Regions from separate parts of the Zea mays genome. Here region 2 is linked to region 1. A link is a contact called in public Hi-C data. All regions are on one chromosome and are shown on one strand. The core of a region is the stretch at or near the end of the contact, and the rest is flanking DNA. Distances in the headings are between cores, read along the strand shown. Region 1 holds the start of LOC541904 (alpha expansin 1). Region 2 holds the start of LOC100278902.

Region 1 (6,890 bases), core at 4,021-6,520:
ATTTATTGTGCGCAGTGGGTGCAAGATTTATACTGGTTTGGGTAGAACGTCCCTATATACAGTCATTGGCGGCTGCGCTACCGGCACTATTGATAATCAAAGCTTGTACCAAGGGTTACAAGCAAGCAAAGGAGGGAGGAGAGGCTCCCAAGGCTCTTATTCGTGGTGGAGGTTGTTACAAGAGCGAGTCCTAGCTAAGTCTGACTTGGCGACGGGGCTCCAGCCTCTAGGTCCTCCTCCTGTTAGTCGGTCTTCTAGGCATCATCTCCTCTGGGTCCGTCCTTGCGTTGTCCTTCCAGGTGGTCGAACCTCTCGTGTCCGGGGGCCGGCCTCCTCCTTTTACAGACTAGGGAGGGGGTTAGCCTATGGTGGCTTCTTTAGGAAGGAGCCACCAGACGATGGTAAAACTAGGCGTGTTACCATGGGGTAAAGCCACACGTGCCTGCAGTCGTTTGGTTGTCCCATATTCTTTATACGGACGACGCCGACAGTGTGAGCTCGGGCACCATCATTTGGGCTATGTCGACCCCTAGCTTTCATAGCACTGGGCTCGATGCGGCTCGTCGAGTTGTACCCTACCAGCGGTCTGCGCACTCAGATCTAGCCTCGATAGGTTACGAGTGCTCTGCTAGGTTATGATAGGTTTTGAGGGCTTGTAGGTCATGAGTGCTATGCGGTCCGATGGTTCGTAGGTCATGAGTGGGAAGTAGATTGGCGCCTCTGCTACGGCTCGGCACCAGGCACAGTTAATACGGCCAGTCATTTATGATGGATCGATCTTGGGCCAAACGCGAGATCCACTCGAATGGTTTCCCTTCGGCACGCTCACCGCCATGTCTAGTTCGGCCACGCTCGACCCTGTGCTCGGTGTCGTGGGGTTCGCCGGGGGCGGTTTGCCCATGGTAGATGTTACCTGTCTCCTCCGACTGACCATCGGGCTCCAGTTGCCAGATGCCTTTTCCCAGGGTACTCGCTGATCGTTGGGCCTCGGAGACCAGAGATCATTATCCCCGACAGGGAGACACATCAAAATGTTAGCGGTAAGCTAGATATAAAGTAACTATTTTCGAAGCCACTTGGCAGCATGACACTTACCTTATAGAACCCTTGGAAACCAGGGGTGGCGATTAATCGAAGAGATGAGAAACACATACTCAAGCATGGGAATGTCCGCCTTTTGTTTATTGATAATGAGAAAATGTAAGACTCTAAGCTATAAACACTTTCTAACTAACTCTATCTGACTAATACTTATGTATAAATACATAGCTCATTGGGCCACTTTGTCTCATAGGCCAATTGGTTTCTAGATATATAAAATGTTGAGTCCAACGACCAACTCCTGTTGCACCAATGTGACTATTGTACCTTTTCTTTTTTACCTAGACTTTTACTTTATTCGGTATTTTTTTTATTTTTTCTTTACTTTACATAGTTGTTACTTTATGAAATTCAATACTTGTTATATTGTTTTTGTGACCTATCTTAGCATATATGTTGAGCACCAAAATTGACACCCGGACGGTACGACTCTAGGCCCAGATGATTCACGGTCCGGACGGTCCGCCGTTGTAGCACGGACGGTCCACGCGTGAAGAGAATCAGTTAGTGTCCCGCTCTAGGCCCGGATGATCCGCGGTCCGGACGGTCCGCTGTTGCGGTGCGGACGGTCCACACATGAAGAGAATCAGTTAGAGTTCCTAATTTCTTGTGAGATTTGTTAGCAAACTCCGCGGGATTTGTTTGGTAACCAACTTGTAATGGATCCAGACCTCTACCTTGTATAAACGAAGGGGCACGACCGATTGACGCCCCCACAACCGATCCAATCAAATCTATTTATCAAATCTACCTTATTTACATTGTTCTTTTCATTCATTAGGAGTAGGAGTAATCTACCTTTAGTTTAGCCCTAGTATTAGTCTTCCTCGACCTCTTACTTCACCTCTAGGTGACTCTATGCTACCTAGGGATGTTCCGGGTGGCCTACCGATCCCGGAGCACCCTAGAACTCTCCTCCCTGATGGGGTCCCTCTCGAGGACGAGTTATAGGGTTCTTCGCGAAGAAGAAGACCCTCTGCACACGTGTGGACTGTCTGGCTCAGATCATGGAATTTTCGGCACGTAAGCAGAGAAGACCTGCTCCTATTAGCATACTCTTTAGATAGACTAAGACTAAAAATGAACTGCAAATTTAACCCTATGCATCCAAAGAAAGCTTATAGACTAATAGAAGTCAAGTAAAATCTAGAGATAAACTTAGTTTAATAGCATACACTACCAGAATCTGGCTCTTTGCCGAGTGCTCGGCGCTTTGTCGAGTGCAATTTATCAGGCACTTGGCAAAGCATGCTTAAGCATGCTTTGCCAAGTGTCACTCCCAGCGAATTAAGACTCTCGACAGAGACCTAATTTGCCATGGGCACAACACTCGGTATAGAAATACACTCGACAAAGGAGGCTTTGTCAAGTGTCAAGCTATCGGCGAAACACGACGCTCGGCAAAGGCAAAGAGACGTCAGTAGTCATCTATAGTTGACGACCGTTAACTTTGTCGAGTGTCAGACGTTGTCACTTTGCCGAATGTAACACTCGGCAAAGTTGCGGAGTGCTATGACCGTAGCACTCGGCAAAGAAGGCACACCTATGAACCAATAAAGTTTCTTTGCCGAGTGAGCACTCGACAAAGGACTTGGCAAAAGGCGCCACTGGTGCTCCCTTTACTGAGAGCTAGTCCAGCAGGCACTCGACATAGAGGGAGCCTCTGTCGAGTGCCTCTTGGAGCACTCGGCAAAGGGACTGGTAAAGGGGCCCACCGGAGCCTTCTTTATCGAGCGCTAGTCCAGTAGACACTCGATAAAAAGGAAGCCTTTGCCGAGTGTCAGTGAGGACACTCGGTAAAGGCTCTGTCACCGTCATTTGGTGCCGTGGCGATGACTTTTCTTAGTCGAGTACCAGTTGGCACTCGATAAAGCCTTTGTTGAGTCCTCGACAAAAAGTACTCGGCAAAGAAGTCGTTCGTCGAGACTTCTTTGCCAAGAGTCACACTCGGCAAAGAGTTTACTAAGTGTTTTCCAGACTTTACCGAGTGTCTGAAGCACTCGAAAAAAGAAGAAAAAAGTTGGATCTAAATACTAAATACTAAACTTTATAAAAAGACAACCATCTAGGCATATAGCTCAAAAGAAGAAAAAAGTTGGATCGAAATACTTGAGTTGGCCAGCTGAGAACAATTCATCTTTCCTTTTTTTCGTTCTCTGAGTTCTGAAAGCTTCAAACTGACCACACATCAGACCACACATGCACATGCTGCCTCTGCAAGTTGGTAAAGAGACGGATCGACCGAAGACAAAAATAGGGGGTCGTACAAACCGAGGATCAAACCACGAGCATATATATATCATATATACTGCATGTAATAAACCATAAACAAGCATTGATGTTCACGGTCCCAAAAGGTGCAATCCCCACAAACATCTCCCACCACCATGTGGCCAGATTCGGGGGTTGCTGCTAGTACAGCGTAACAACACAATAAGTTGCACGACACCACTCCCCTGCAGCCCTACAATAATCAGCCTTGCAGGTTTTTGTTTTGCTTAACCCATTGCTACAATCACTGGTGCAGAAAATAAACAGCTCAATCCTATGGTAATAATAAGAGAAGGAAATGCCTAAGCGGGTGCTAATAATAAGCAGCCTCGGAATGGCGGGAGCCTCTTCTTTACTACAGCGAAGAAGGTTTCTCCTTCTCTCTTGCTCACAGTCACACTCGTCGATGGAGTAGTAGTAGCTAGAACTGGGCGCCCTCGAAGGTCTGGCCGAACTGCCAGCCCGCCGGAGCGACGCCGTTGCTGGTGACGGTGCGGCCGTCGCTGGCGGTGACCTGGAAGGACAGGCTCTGGCCGTCGAGGAGCGAGTTGCTCTGCCAGTTCTGGCCCCAGTTGCGGGACATGGGCTGCCACCCGGTGCTGGAGCCCTTGATGGACACGGACTGCACGTCCCCGGCGCCGGCCACGTTGGTCACCAGCACCAGGTTGAAGTAGGAGTGGCCGTTGATGGTGAACCTGATCCCGCCCTTCTTCACGCACGGCACCCTATCAACAAAATGCGTGGTACGAGGAGTGCAAAAGGTGATGAGCAAAAAGCGCACGCATGCAACAGGTTCAAGTTCAAGCGGCCGCACATGGCGTGCAGCTAATAGCATGACAGCGCACAAGTGTCGCTGAGCGTGACGTTTTGCAACTTGCGGAAATGGCGTTGTATCAGACTAAAGCTACTGTAACAACTAACAACTAACATGGAAGCTCATAATATGGTCAGTGTGACGCCTAATAATCTACTCGGAAACAGCAGGCCGAGTCGCTGTCGTGCATGCATGGCGCACGACGGAACAAGCCGAACCAAAAAGAAAAAGGAAAGATAATCTGCCTGCTGGCCCACGTAACATGGCCTGAACCCCAGCCGTTGCTTACATATTTGGTCGTGGTCCGAACTCTGAATTTTAGAAACCGACACGCGCACGGCCACACCACACACACGTCTCTCTCTCTCTCTCATCTCTGGGACCGGCCGTTCAGTGCGTGAGATGACGAGAGCTCGAAACCGACGAGAAATATAATAAGTAAACCTCACCTCCTGTAGGCGACGGGCACGATGCCGGCGCGGTACTGCGCGATCTGGAGGAAGGCCGGCTGGGCCATGTCGAAGTGCGGGCGCGGCGGGTTGCACCAGCCGCCGTCGTCGCTGGGGAGGCCGTAGTTGGGCGGGCAGAAGTTGGTGGCCGTGACGGTGATGGTGCCCGGCAGGCACGACTGCCCGTTGTTGTCGCAGCGCAGCTCGTAGCAGGACCCGCACGCGGCGCCGTCGTTGAACAGCGCCGTGCTCAGCGCCGCCGTGTTGGTGCCGTACCCCGTGCTGTACATGTTCCCGTAGCCGCACGCGCCGCCTGAATAATGCACGCGTGTGTGTGCAGCGGGCGAGACGACGTCAGCTCCAATAAATCTCCGACGATCGATGGAGGCTGGCTAGCGCTACTATAGTACAAGTTAGTCGATCGACTCACCCATCGTGCCAGACGCGTCGCCGCCGCCGTAGAACGTGGCGTGGGCGCTCTGCCACGAGCCGTAGTCGACGCCGGCCGCCCGGTGGGCAAGGGAGCAGAAGGCTGAGCAGAGCAGGAGGAGCAGGGCACTAGCAGCTGCCGCCATTGTAGCACGCTAAGATCGAGTCACTGGCTAGCTGCTTAGGAATCGACTCGAGAGAGTTGCTAGCTTGGCTGTGAAGGGAGTGGGGCGCGGAGGCCAGGTACTTATAGGCCAGCGCCCAGCAACGGTCAGTGATCCTGGCAGTTGGAATCGTTAATAACTTTCGTGGAGTGGAGGGGCAGCAGGCAATTGGAGACAAAAGAGATAAAGGGGAGGGTGGGGGCTGGGCGAGAAAGAAGCGCTCGTCGCTACACCCCCGCCGACCACGATCGCGCCGCTACACGACGGCGGTTGCCCCATACGAATCAGGCGCACATGCTCGTCGCGCGCAAGTAGCGGACGCCAACTGCTCGTGCGTGTACAGGACAGGACAGGCCCGGCGCTGCCCGGGCCCAGCGTGCATAACCCCACATGGCTCTCGCCGTCTCGCGAGACTGCAAGCCATGGGAGAGGTCTGGGCCCAAGAGTACGGGTATAATAGCTAGGCCAAAGGGAATAAGAAATTAGAACAGATATATCGTTCACTGCGTCACTGCGTGCAGTGCATCCGCTTGTTTTATAAATTTTCTCTATGATGCAATGCAATCCATGTTGCGTGTAGACAGAGTAATGCTAGCAACGAAGAAGAAAAAAAAAAAAGAGACGGCGAATGCCAACCAACCAAATCATTCAAGCGCCGCACACATGCATGCTCTGGGGATCGGATGCCCTTCCCTTTCCAACGACGGTGGACGGTGGTGAAAGCTCCCTGAGATATTCGAAACTTGCGTTATTCAAGTTATAAGCGCTTTTACCCGCATCGACAACTAAAAAATGTGCAGTGCTAGCCATTCTGTTTCTGAAAGGATTTTAATCGTTCGGCTGCTCTCACGGATCTCGCAAGCTGAGGGAGGGCGCGGTTGAACCGGATAGATTCGTCGATCGAGAGAGAGAGAAAAAAAAAACGTTTATAGCCCAAGTGATCAGACTAATCTTGAGGCAGTAGATGCATAATAAACAACTACAATCTCCTACCAAATATTCGGTGCTCCCTGCGATACATCGCTCATCCCAATGATTAGTTGAGATTATAGTGTCGATAAGGCAGGGCTCACATGCTTGCATGAGCCCGGCTGCCTGCCCGGACATGGCCACGTAGGTAGGGCGTAGGTGGAGGATGCAGAGATGGTTTTTTTTTTTTTAAAAAAAACCAGCTCTTCAGACAAGCCTGCCTGCAGCTAGGTGCAGGCAAGTCCAAGATTTCGTCTGATCCGACTCACGCGAGGAGCAGCGGATCGAGTCGCACCATGCATATGCATGTGGCCTCTGGACAGGTGTCTACAGCAGCGCGTGTCGTGCTCGGCCAGTCTCCCGGGGCTGCTTAGACTGCTCAGACGTGGATGCTGGAGCTGCCAGATGAACAATGGCAGAGACACCCTGCCATGTTCTCTGTCTGCTTTTAGCTGCAGCACACACGTCTGTTTTTTTCTCTCCGGACACCAACCAAGACGTGAGTGACGCGCTTCATGTTCACGCCTCCCTCCCTCGTCTCTCCATTTCACATACTGCAGACACAAACAGCAACGGTTTTGACGCACCAAATTCTCCGCGTGCACATGCACCAGGCCGGCGGACCAAACCAACGCAGCTGCTTAAGCAGGCAAAAGCATGAGAGTTTCATATGCTTCTCCTTAATTTCTCAGG
Region 2 (6,738 bases), core at 2,496-4,995, 250 kb after region 1:
AATTATGAAAGATATTGGTTTATTGTGGTTTGCTCAGTAGTGTTTGCTCGATGGACCTTACTAAAATGGTGCGATTAACTGTTTGCATGGGGTCATGTAGCACTGTTTCTTCACATCATTTCCATTTGCATTTCAGATTTGGTTGGTACAGATTTTTATCTCTGTCTTGCAGATGTCTTACTGAAGAGGCTTAAGCCATGATGATTATGATATTTGTTGATATCTGCTGATTGCTGAAGTCCCTTTCAGTTTGTGAACTCTAATTTTGTAAGTAAGAATTGCTTTTCTTCCACTTACAAATGTGGAATACATTGCTTTTCAGACTACATTGCTTCTGCTTCTATCTTTACATTCTTTTGACTGGTAACACTGTAGAAAGTTGAAACTCAACAAGCTAGAACTGACTGCATTGTGGAGATATTGGCGCCACTACAATCTCGTAAGTAGAACTCAAATTCTTAGATAAGGCTCTACTATCAATTGCAAGTATCCAATTATGCTTCGTTATTCTAATTGTCGGCATTTACTAAACAGGATGCATGTCCTAATCCATATAGAGAGCAGTTACTTGATGCTGTTCAGAGGCACTTCATAGCCCAGGTTGATAAAACAAATTTAACTTCTGACTCCAGTAACTTGCATCATTATGATGTTATTAGGACCTGACAGTCTGCTTTGTTGTGTTAATTCCAATTTGCTTTGCCCATGCCGAAGCAATTGGATGAGTTGAAGGTCATTGTCGGCTTTATGCAAGCTGCAAAGAGGCTGAAGACGACTATGAAAGTGGCCTAACTGTGAAGCCTGAACTTCAACTAACAGATTCAAGAGAGGATGCAGCATGTTTGATGATTGCCGTGGTATGTAATATATATGCACAAAGTTCTTTATATTTAGGTGGCTAGGTTAATGACAACTATATTATGTTAGCCTAATCTGATGTAGATATGCCTATCGAAAGATGTTTTAACCTCTAGCTCAGTTCTTTCTCTGGTGACTGGGTGTGGATTGAAATGACAAGTTTAAAAGTTATTTTGTCACCCTTTTCTAAGTTCCAACATTATATTTAGCCCATGCTTTGCCCAAATTGCATGCAGAATTAATCAGGAATGCAAAATGTGGTGGCCAGAAGTGCCAGAAAATTACCAAGTCTCATGGTAAAACCCTTCTGCAATAGTAGCCGGGAACTGTTTAAGTGAGCATGTGTAAAGACTTTTGAGTAATGGCTTGATAAAAGCTTTGAGAGGTGAATTGCAGTTAGCACCAAGACAAATTGAGCACCATGAGAGAAGCACGATGGCTAATTATAATATATCAGGTATTTAATTAACGTTTTATCAAATTAGGTCGTAGCATTAGCACGGGCAACTCACTATCTTATCTATTAAGAACCTAATGTGGGCACCTGGTGCTACCATAGCTTCACCCTCACCACGCCTAGCGCCCGCGCAGCACGCGCAAAAAATAGTACAGAACGAGCACTCAAACTCATGTCCCTTGCTCTAGAAATTTGGAGCTAACCACCAGACCACATGTACCTTACTGTTTAGAAATAAACAATAATTATATTTACAGTCTAGGAATCGCTCCACCCGCTTCCCCGCCTCGTGGCAACGCACGGGCATATACCTAGTATATTATATTTATGATATGACATACAATAAATTGTGGTATTATAAACTACGGTTTTAAGAAAGAGTTCCTAAACAAAGCCCTTAAATGTACAATAGGGCAAAGTTTGAGAATCTGGTTAGACCTTTTGCTTAAAAAAGAACAGATAGACTATAATAACACCGTCCCTATTACAAGAGAAAAATACAACGAGGCTGATTGTCCCTAGTTAGCCAAGTACCAGTATTTATAGATCAGACTGCACGCCTCCGGTCGTGAGCCGAGTTTTTTTCCAATTATAGTACGTTTTGTTAATGGTACTCACAACTTTACCTTCTCTCCAATTATATCCACAGGTAAACCGTAAACATATCTTCTAAATAGTAATATGACTTCTTTTTAACCACTTTCACTATTTTATCATTTCTCACGTCTAAATTGACTATATTGTCTGTTCTAGTTCGAGGGGAAGACAGAACGCACACACGCACTAGCACTCCAGATCGTACAAAGAGGACGCACCCCTCCCGTGCCCATTTTTCTTTATTTTCCTAAATTCAAAACAGTTTTTAATAGTTTAGAGTCTAAATTCAAAACATTTTTTTCTAAAATTTCAAAAATTGAATAACTTTGAATTAAATCTAGAATATCTTAGAAAATCTTGATTTGATTTTAGTTCAAATCTTAGTATTTTTAGATCTATATTAAAATTATCCTATTTTATGCATTTTTTTAAAAAAATCCTGATTTGGTTTTATAACCAAAACTATTAAAAACCATCTGTTGAACGTCTAAAAGAAAAAAAGGAAGAAAAAGACAGGAGCGAGGTGGGCCGTGGGCACTAGTGTGTGGGTGCGTTATGTGTCCCTTCGATTGATTCAGCTAAGATATACTAGAGAGACAATGTGATCAATTTAGGTAGTAAGATCAGATAAGAAATGAATGTAGAAAAATAAAAATAATTTAAAAGAGACAAGAGTACTATTTTAAAGCATATACTCCCTCCGTTAAAAAATATTTATTCGAAAATATAGATTTTCAAGTCACACTCATACGATCTTGAGTAATAAAACAAATTATAACAAAATAAATAACAACTTGTATTTTTTTAATAAAACGGGTGATTACAGTTTTGAAAATCGAAGGCACTGGTCGATCAAGCGATTTGTCGCGAGTAGGCGTCGATCAGGACGATTAGTCGACCCTAATCGTCCCTCTGGTTGTCCGGTGTATTCCAGTATATATATATATATATATATATATATATATATATATATATATATATATATATATATATATATATATATATATATATATATATATATATATATATATATATATATATATATATATATAGTAAGAGTCTTGCAACAGTATAAATATTAAAATAGTCAATAACAGCACAATATCAACAAGTTTATATAAGACTATGAAACTACAAGTCTACAACTTACTAGACGAGTAGAGTAGTAGACTATGACCAAGGTCCAAGAAGGCAACACCTATGTGAGATCATCATCCAGTTTGAACCGATCACCAGCAGCTCCAGATTCTTCTTCATCATCAATCGTTTTTTCTGTAATATCTTGGTCATTTTTAGTTGGCTCTTGATATCATTTTCGTTGTGACTGTCATCGTGCAGGACTAGAGGTAGAACCGTAGAAGACAGGTTGTTGCTGCTCAGCTGTTGTTAAGCCTAAAATGACTTTTAGCCTTCTTAGACAGCATTCCCAGACTGTATATGAAAGGTCTGGGCGTCCTTTAGCCTTCCCAGACAGCATTTAAGCCTAAAATGGTTTTGGACTACGAGACTTATCGTCTGATCGCCCAACACGGCGATTAATCGCTATAAATTGCGATTAGGCGGACGATAAGGATGATCAGCTACCCTAATCAAATCATTACCCCTTATCGAGCACTAAAATCGATCAGACCGACTAATCACGACTAATTAGTGGGACGAGATGTAATCAGAGCTTATGAATAATAATAAAATTATAAAAAAACCTAAGTGATAGTCTGAGAACACCATCTTTTTCAAAGGATTATTATTTTAAAGAAAAAATGAACTAATTTCTAAAAAAATGAAAATCGGGTTTCCAAATTATATAAAAAAGAGTCCGAAAAAGTTTCAGGGAGCCCGCGACTGCCCTTTCCTCTTATTTCCATTACCCCGAGCGTACATTCTCTCCTCTCTCTCTTGGCGGCGACTCGGCGACCGGCGCTGCTGCCCCACGTTTGGTGCCCAGGTCTTCGTGGGCCCCTTAGCCGGCGACGAGCATCACCAGGTACGTCGTCCCCTTTATTCCCTTACCGCTGTGCGAAACTGAGCACCCAAACCCTAACTTACTCTCGTGCTCGGATCTGATCTGATTACTAGTTCATATGCATGTATTATGCCTACTAACTTCAATTCTTTTGCAAAATTATCGGCTGTACATGCTTACACCCATGCCGTTTACTGGATCCGCCCTGCAGCTGAAAGATGGCGAGGATACCGTCTTTGAAGAGCCTCAATGCGTTTCCACATGCGGAGGAACACTTGTTGAAGAAGACTTACTCTGGTGCTGTTGGTATGATATATGGGGACCCTATTGTTCTGTAATTGCTGCAAAAAATCGCTTAAGTATATAGTTTTGAGGTTTGTATTTAATTAGCAAATCATCTATATCTTGGCAGTGACAATTCTTGGGCTACTTATAATGATTACACTGTTTGTACATGAGCTGCAGTTTTATCTCACCACATACACAGTGCATCAGGTATGATTGGTCACAGCTTATATTTTCATGTTTGACTGCTATATGCAACTTCTCAATATAATATTCACATATACTTTTGTTCTCCCTTAGTTTTTTTCCCACGCACTGTGAATATGCCTGTAGAAAATAGGGCCTTATCCAAAGTAAATGCTTCCATGTATTTTTCGAGATAATTCTGGTTTGCATGTGGGGGATGAGTTCAAGCATCATCCAGCAACCTGATCAACGAATTATATTTATGGCAATTCATTTTTTTGATATGAAACATGATTATAAATCAATTTCCTTGTTCAACTACTCATGTGTTTTCTGATGTTGTAGTTTCTGTTAATTATCATTGATGAGATTATGGTAAAATCATTTTCTTTTCATTGAGATTGAGCTCATCCTTCTCAAAAACTGTATCATGAACCCTTCACCAGTTGATATTGTCTGCAGATGTCTGTAGATCTAAAACGAGGAGAGACTCTGCCAATTCATGTCAACATGTCATTTCCTTCTTTGCCATGTGAAGGTCAGTTATTGATTAAATTCAGTAGTTCACCCATAAGTACTTTGTGACAAGCATTACATTATCTTTGACATATCTGTCTTTGTCTTAATTGTTTAGTATTGAGTGTGGATGCAATTGACATGTCTGGGAAACATGAAGTTGATTTGCATACAAATATTTGGAAGGTAACTTCTTCTCTTTGAAAAAAATCATCCCTTCCGGCATGGGTACTATTGTTTTAAATTAATGCAGTAGCTGAACTAACAAAGAAACACTGCACCTGTAAGTATTATTGAGTGCATATGCTCACCAGGTAGAAGCTGGCAACCAATAGATTATGATGGCAAGTTGTTTTTTATATGTTAATGTTCAGATGCAGAAGATATGTACTTTTACAGGCTTTGATTTGTGTCTTGGTGCAGTGTAAACAATGGTATTAATATGTATTTCCACATTCAATTGTTTTCCCAATCCCACAAAAAATGTATTATGTTTCGATATTCTAGTTGCCTAGTTTCCTTTTGGAGTTCCAGCCTGCATGCTTCTGTGGCATGGGCCATGTATCTGGAGGCCGCCTTTTTTCTTATGTCATTACTCATTAGATGCTTTGCTTGGTTCGGTAGTGTTGAGTTCTTGATGGCTGATTGTAGAAAGGGAAGAATGGAGTGAATCACCACACACCCATTGAGGGTGGGGAGCCTGTCATATATAGCCAATAGGCATGCATGGAAGGTACATGTAAGGAAGGCTATTCCCTGTACAAGGAAACCGTCCTAGGCTATAGATAGAAGGTAATCCTAGTCTATACAAGGCAGCTAGCCAATCTAGGGGATTACAATCAATTGCTAATCAGGCTCTGATTGATCCTGATAGATACATATCCTAATACCCGCCCGCAGTCTGAGCGGGAGGATCACGGACGCAAAGACTTCCGAAATTCAGTGAAGAGCTGTACGGGCAGACCCTTGGTCATGATGTCGGCGAACTGGTGTGTAGACGGAACATGAAGAACACGAAACTGCCCCAAAGCTACCTTCTCACGGACGAAGTGGATGTCGATTTTGATGTGCTTCGTGCGGCGGTGATGGACTGGGTTGGCTGCCATGTACACAACGCTCACATTGTCACAGTAGACCACGGTCGCACGCAGTATGAAGATGTGCAGCTCATGTAGAAGCTGACGCAGCCAGCAGCACTCAGCAACAGCATGAGCCACAACACGGTACTCTGCTTCGGCGCTGGAGCGAGAGACAGTCGTCTGACGCTTGGACGACCATGACACCAGATTGTCGCCGAGGTAGACGCAGAAGCCGGAGGTGGAGCGACGTGTGTCGGGGCAGCCGACCCAGTCGGCATCGGAGTAGGCTGTGAGCTGATCAACGGCGCCGGGTCCCAAGTGCAGACCTGCTGACAGGGAGCCCTTGACATAGCGCAGGATGCGCTTGATTAGCGCAAGATGCGGCTCGCGAGGGTCGTGCATGAAGAGGCAGACTTGCTGGACAGCATAGGCCAGGTCCGGCCTGGTCAGAGTGAGGTACTGGAGAGCACCAGCGAGGCTCCGGTACTTCGAGGGGTTGGCGACTGGAGCGCCCTCGGAGGCAGACAACTTGGTCCGGGCATCCACCGGAGTAGCTGTCGAGTGGCATTCAGACATGCCAGCGCGCTGGAGAAGATCAACGGCGTACTGCCGCTGGGAGAGGAACAACCCACCGTTGTCCCGTGTCACCGAGATGCCGAGGAAGTGGTGAAGATCCCCGAGGTCTGTCATGGCAAATTCCGACGATAGGCGGGAGGTGACGTGCCGGAGAAGAGCCGGCGATGATGCAGTGATGATGATGTCGTCGACGTAGAGGAGGAGGTAGGCCATGGCGTCTC

The links. A called contact is a pair of places that touch in the nucleus more often than the background predicts.
Region 2: a contact with region 1 is called in a Hi-C map of leaf, with 4 times the contacts expected there. The contact joins the promoter of LOC100278902 here to the promoter of LOC541904 in region 1. A contact is called at or near these places in 15 of 25 Hi-C or Micro-C datasets (bundle sheath, ear, endosperm and 5 more).

What each region holds. Positions count from the first base shown.
Region 1 is chr3:189,485,126-189,492,015 of Zm-B73-REFERENCE-NAM-5.0, forward strand. LOC541904 (alpha expansin 1) reads right to left here and starts at 5,271. Exons shown (of 3, transcript NM_001111570.1): 1 at 5,066-5,271; 2 at 4,636-4,948; 3 at 3,540-4,097. The coding sequence starts at 5,210. The coding sequence ends at 3,794.
Region 2 is chr3:189,735,179-189,741,916 of Zm-B73-REFERENCE-NAM-5.0, forward strand. LOC100278902 reads left to right here and starts at 3,746. Exons shown (of 12, transcript NM_001350271.1): 1 at 3,746-3,896; 2 at 4,087-4,181; 3 at 4,288-4,370; 4 at 4,809-4,884; 5 at 4,981-5,048. The coding sequence starts at 4,094.